Regions from separate parts of the Hordeum vulgare genome. Here region 2 is linked to region 1. A link is a contact called in public Hi-C data. All regions are on one chromosome and are shown on one strand. Each heading gives the region's core, a stretch centred on a gene start, on an enhancer-like site or on the middle of the called end of the contact. The rest is flanking DNA. Distances are from core to core; before and after follow the strand shown. Region 1 holds the start of LOC123447028 (probable serine/threonine-protein kinase PBL25). Region 2 holds the start of LOC123447041.

The links. A called contact is a pair of places that touch in the nucleus more often than the background predicts.
Region 2: a contact with region 1 is called in a Hi-C map of seedling, with 5 times the contacts expected there. The contact joins the promoter of LOC123447041 here to the promoter of LOC123447028 in region 1. A contact is called at or near these places in 3 of 6 Hi-C or Micro-C datasets (leaf and seedling) and 1 of 1 datasets of contacts at active chromatin or transcription factors (embryo).

Annotation. Positions count from the first base shown.
Region 1 is chr1H:476,971,543-476,974,286 of MorexV3_pseudomolecules_assembly, forward strand. LOC123447028 (probable serine/threonine-protein kinase PBL25) reads right to left here and starts at 1,434. Exons shown (of 4, transcript XM_045123586.1): 1 at 1,193-1,434; 2 at 1-536. The coding sequence starts at 308.
Region 2 is chr1H:477,340,582-477,343,325 of MorexV3_pseudomolecules_assembly, forward strand. LOC123447041 reads left to right here and starts at 1,345. Exons shown (of 3, transcript XM_045123605.1): 1 at 1,345-1,596; 2 at 1,712-2,063. The coding sequence starts at 1,550.

The DNA.
Region 1 (2,744 bases), core at 184-2,683:
TCTTTCAGCGAGCCATCACTAACAGCACCATGCTGTTGCAACTGAACATCTGAAAACACAACATCTTTTGGCTTCCGGTCTGCCTGGCCAGCTGCTGATTTTGCCCTGGGAATCGCTGGCCTCGCCGGATTTGAGGCCGCTCCTTTGGCCCTCGGCTGCAGATTCTTGAGCTCTGAATCAAACCCTTTCGGCATCGACAGGGCACGGCGGCTGAACTGCTCGTCGAATGAACATCTGCCGGAGCTAGACCTGACGATGGATTGCGAGAACTTGGTGCGGCGCACCCAAGAGTACTCGTCCTCGTCCATCTACTCCACGGAATCTCGGCCAAACAAGATCAGAGAATACAGCAGGGCGGTGACGAACTTGCAGCAAGAACTGGATCACAGATGGGAGCCTGACGCTAGAACAGGATCCTCCGCATTTGGTCCTTCCCCGCGGAATGCGTGCTGCTCCGTCGCGGTGGACTCCGTCGCGTCATCCCACCAGATTCAACCACCAATCGCCTCCTCCTCCTCCTCCTCGTTAGCCTGAACCTGAATCAGTTTGTTGGATTGAAAAGATCAGAAAGAACACAACAAATCAGGAAGAAGAAGAAGGAGAAGAAAGATCCCTCCTTGTGCATATCGGGGGTACCCTACCGGATTCGTTGCGGAATGAATGAATGAATCTACCGAACGGGGGAGAAAAGGCCGGCCGATCGGTCGGTCTGGGAAAGGCGAAGGCAAGGGCCGAACAGTTGGCCGTACATGTCTGGGCGAATGGGGAGGGTGCGGCGGCGACCGCGATACGCCGCTCGCTCACAGGGAAGGGTAAGGGGAAGGGAAAGCGACGAGATGCGTCGCCCCGAAGCAGACGGTGGTGAGTGGAGTAGGAGTAGGAGTAGGAGTATTGTTTTTCTGGCGGCTACCGGCGGGATTCAAAGGCCGTTGGTCTCACGCCTCTCTCCTTCTCTCCTCCTGTGACGCCATCAGAGCACGCGCCCAGATCGAATCTGAACAACGAAAACCGCCGGAGGGACCCGATTGGCGGAACGCGCGGGGCGAATGGAATCAGGATCACGCGGAGCAGAGGAAAAAGCGGAGCGAAAGAATGTAAGAGGGTCGCGCGCGCGCACGGCGCACGGGAAAGGCGATGCCCGTGCGCGCGGTGAGGTGACTGCGGGAGCTGGAGGAGAAGGACGAGCGCTCACCGTATGCGTCTGGAGAAGGGAGAAGCTTGTACGCCTCCTCCGTCGTCGCCGTCGTTGCTGCGGGTGCAGAGACGATGCGCGCCGTCGCCGGTGGTCAGTCAGTGCTGCGAGTCGCGCGTGGTAAACTGGGGCTCCGGTCTCTGGATGTGGCTGGGAAGGTACGTAGACAAGTACGTAGTACGAGAGGGTACACTTGGAAACCGTACGGTGCGGAGGGGGGCCCTGCGACCACGACGACGACGACGACGACGGGCTGCGTGGGTGGGAGGTCGTCTACCGGGGCTACAGAAAAACACCGAGATGTTTATCTTGCTCGCCCACTCGGCCCAATTATTTGAGGTGGACTTGTTTGTTTGCGTTTGCCAAGGAAAAAATGGTCGCTCATCGAATCCCTTTTTATCTTTTCTTTTGTGATGGGTTGGGTGGAGGGTGATGTGGCGTGCGTGGTGTTGGTTCTTCTTCTTCATCTTCTTCCTCTTCCTGCTATCTTGTCGCGTCCCCGTAGAGTGAGTTGTTGTTGTTACGTGGACGTCGGCGAGCGTGGACTGGGGCTGGGGTGGGTGTCTGATTGGCATGGCATGGGGCCCGGGACGGGGAGCCGTGACCTCACACGCTTGACCGTGGAACCGGTGCCAAGACGAGAGACGAGAGGAGAGGGGAGGAGAGGCCCTACGGCGATCGCGATGGCGGCACCACCAACTAGTACTGCGGGGCGTTAAGGTTCAAAAACTAAAAAATAAAAACTACTACCGGCCTACCGGGTGGATCATTGGATGCCGTCTCCCGTGCCCGCCGCGTGCGCGTGCCTGGTCGGCCGCTGCGAGTCGCGTGCGCGCGGCACGGCGGCGAGGAACATGCCGTCCGGCGTGTCGGGGTCGGTGCATGCGCGGGGCCGGCGCAGCCTGCCGCTGGTGCCGACCCACGTTGTACAGCCCGGAGCTTACGACAACTCCAAGAGCAACACCAACTGATGGATACAAACGGACATCGAGTTCGTCCGTTTCTTTTTTGTCTATTTGGGTGGATTGCTCGCCCGACGTCCGTCCTGTTTTACATATGGATCGGCAGCGTCCCAACGCGCCGACCCATATGTGCTAGCCACTGGCCGTCCTATTTTATATGATTTTCATAGTTTCAATCAAATAACATAATTTAAACCGGAAATACCATAGTTATTACAAACCGAATAAAAATAAAAATGTCTTACATAGTTTTGCTAACGAATAAAAGAAGATAAATCTATTGCTTGTCAACATGAGTCCATATATGCTCAACCAAATTATTTTGCAGTTGCACGTGAGTTTCCCAACATTTTGCAGTTGCCAACTGATACGTCTCCCACGTATCTATAATTTTTTATGGTTCCATGTTATTATCTTGTTAAATTTTGGATGTTTTGTATGTCTTTTATATCCTTTTTAGGACTAACTTATTAACTCAGTGCCAAGTGTCAGTTCTTGTTTTTTTCGTGTTTTTGACCCCTTTTAGAGGAGAATTTTAAACAGTGTCCAAACAAAATAAAAATTCCAAAAAGATTTTTTTCAAAACAGAA
Region 2 (2,744 bases), core at 95-2,594, 370 kb after region 1:
GGAGCTAGAGGGCGGGGGTGAAGTGCGGGGGTGGAGGGGAAGGGTGGAGGTGGAGGGCGGAGGTGGAGCTAGAGGGCGGGGGTGAAGTGCGGGAGTGGAGGGGAAGGGTGGAGGTGGAGGTCGGGGGTGCATGCCGGAGGTGGAAGACTGAAGGAAGAGGATGACTGATTCAAAATTTGTATTAGGAACATAAAAGTCAATTAGTAGCTTATTTTGACCTGGTCGGAATTTTGGTACGGAGGAAGCAGTCTCGGTCCCCACCGAGCACCTGGCTCACAGCCAGCCATTACTACGAGTGCCGGAGGGGTCAGTTCGGTCCACAGAGTAATTAAAATCGCGGTGCAACACAATTGCAGCCAGCTACCACTCTACACCACGCAGCAAGCTCCGCAAATGAGGAGTAGTAGTAGTTTCACTGCATTATCTTGCTCCACGGCAGCATCTGCTGGTGTGTTCACGTTCAAAATCACCGTCAAGGTTTTTATTTTCGGAAACTAAACAATTTCGAGCTTCATCGAAGTTCAAATTTTGACATTTCAATTTTCACATAGTTTGAATTAATTCTAACATAATTTTATTTTATTCTAAAATCCATCTGAATCTAACACCATTTAGTTTTAGTGTATTTGACATGTTTCATCCCCACATTACCCCTCAAATCCCTAAACTATAGTGTATTTTTTTCTATACCAGATACACTACCCCTACCTAGTGTTACCCCTACCTAGTGTATTGGGGATAAATGAAGATTTGAAGGAATTGGGTGAAGGTTGGGATGGGGGTTTCACTCAATCCCTTGAGGCCTCGTTTGGTTAAGGGGGATTGGGGAGGTTTTGAGAGGAAAATACCCGGAAGGGCCAGAAACCCCATAGATCCTTGGGCGCCCATTTGGTAGGAGGGTTTTGCCTAGTCCAATCCCCTGTGTTCCACTTTAATCCCTTTCTATCTATGTGTTTCAAAATCCTTCTTGGGGACTAGTGGAAGCAAAGCCCCGGGGATTTGAGAGGATTAGCTGGAACAAAGGAATTCATTCAATCCATTTAAATCCCTCCCTCATAAAACCTTCCCAATCCTCCTTAACCAAAGGGGGGCTGAAGGATTATTCCATTAATTTTTTTTAAAAACACTAATACCAAACAAGTCTTATCATAATCATAGCCCAAACCTAGGCTTGCAGCAGCACCGACAGCGAGCACGAGAGGGGAAAGGATGGAGCTTTTCTGACTCTTGTTTTGTATCTTTACCGCCCACCGCCCGGCGCTGCGCGGCGCCGTACGTACGCCTACAGTAAATCGCCGAGCGCGTGACCGTGACGCCCTCGCACTCGCACTGTCGCTTGTCACAGCAGAGCTGCGGGAAAAGCGGCAAAACCCAAGAAGACGGGCCGCGCCCTAGGCCGTCTGCCCCCCTCGCGCCTCACCCCGCGCCTGGGCCGCCGCACGGCTCCTTGGGTCTCCAACCGCCGCCGACGATGGTCACGTGCGCCGGAAACAGAGCCGGGTGAAAGCGGGCGAGCAGACCAGGGAGGGAGGGAGGGAGCCTTACCGCGATGGCCGCCACTGCAGGCGGCGGCGCCGGCCCGTGCTTCTCGATCCGGTACCGCCTAAGCTCTTCTCCACTCCCCTGCATTGCGCGCCGCCGCCGCCGCGCGCCCACGGGGCGGAGCTCTGATGCTGTTGTTTATGTTCCGTATGTATGTTCTGAACGGAAGGGGGTACGCGGCGCGGATGCGGGCTGGCGCGGCGGACGAGGGCGGGAGGTGCTGGCCGCTCGGCGGGCGGCCGGAGTCGCTGCCGCCGATGGAGGTGCGCCGGTTCCGGTGGTGGGCGGACGAGGCGGCGCTGGCGGACGAGATGGACGACGGGGAGGAGGAGCGGAGGAAGGCGGCCATGCGCCGGAAACGCTCCGTCGTCGAGCTCTTCGCCGCCGTGCCGCGGGTCTCCGGCGACGACGGGAGGAAGGTCAGGAGGAAGCTCGACAAGGGCAAGCAGGCGGCCGGGGTTCAGCCGAAGAAGGGGTTGAAGAAGGACAAGTCCCCGGCTGAGATTGCTGCGAGGAAAAAGGTGCGCTTTTTTCTTCCACCAAGATCGCATCTGCATTACTTGGATCTGGAATGCGTTTGCTGGGCGATATTATAGTACTAGAATGTGTATGTTTGCCGGCTGGTTTTCCGTCATCTATGAAAATCTGTCCGAGCTCTGGAAGCGATTTCTGGCCATGGGAGAAGTGATTTTGAAGTAGCAGGATGTGAATCCAGCATAATGGATTGCCAGCAAGCCTGTATTCAGTGGAGATCAACATTCATCAAACCTCTAACAATCAGATCGTCTCTCTCTCCTCCCCACACAAATGCGGCTAGGGTTTCCTCTCTCTTCCCCAGATCCATTGGAGTTTGGTTCAGTCTGACGCTCCCCCCGGCCTCTATGGGTGGCGCAGCGGCAGTCTGAATAATCTTCTTCTAGTGGCTGCAAGTGTTAGCAGCCCTGGTGTCTATGCCAGATCTGGTTGAGGATGATGATGGACCTTCGTTTTGCTTGGTGTGCAGGATGGTTGGTTCGCTTTCGTCATGCAGACTATGCACAACTGGTGGCACCGGGTCGGAGCGCTGACAAGCTCGGGACACGGCCCTGCTGATGTTCCGTCGACGTTGTCTTTGTCCCGTCGCTAGGATTGGGCTTCAGTTGCGGTCTTTAAATGTCATGAGGCCATTGTAGCTCATTAGGTGCTTGTTATTTTTTTATGGA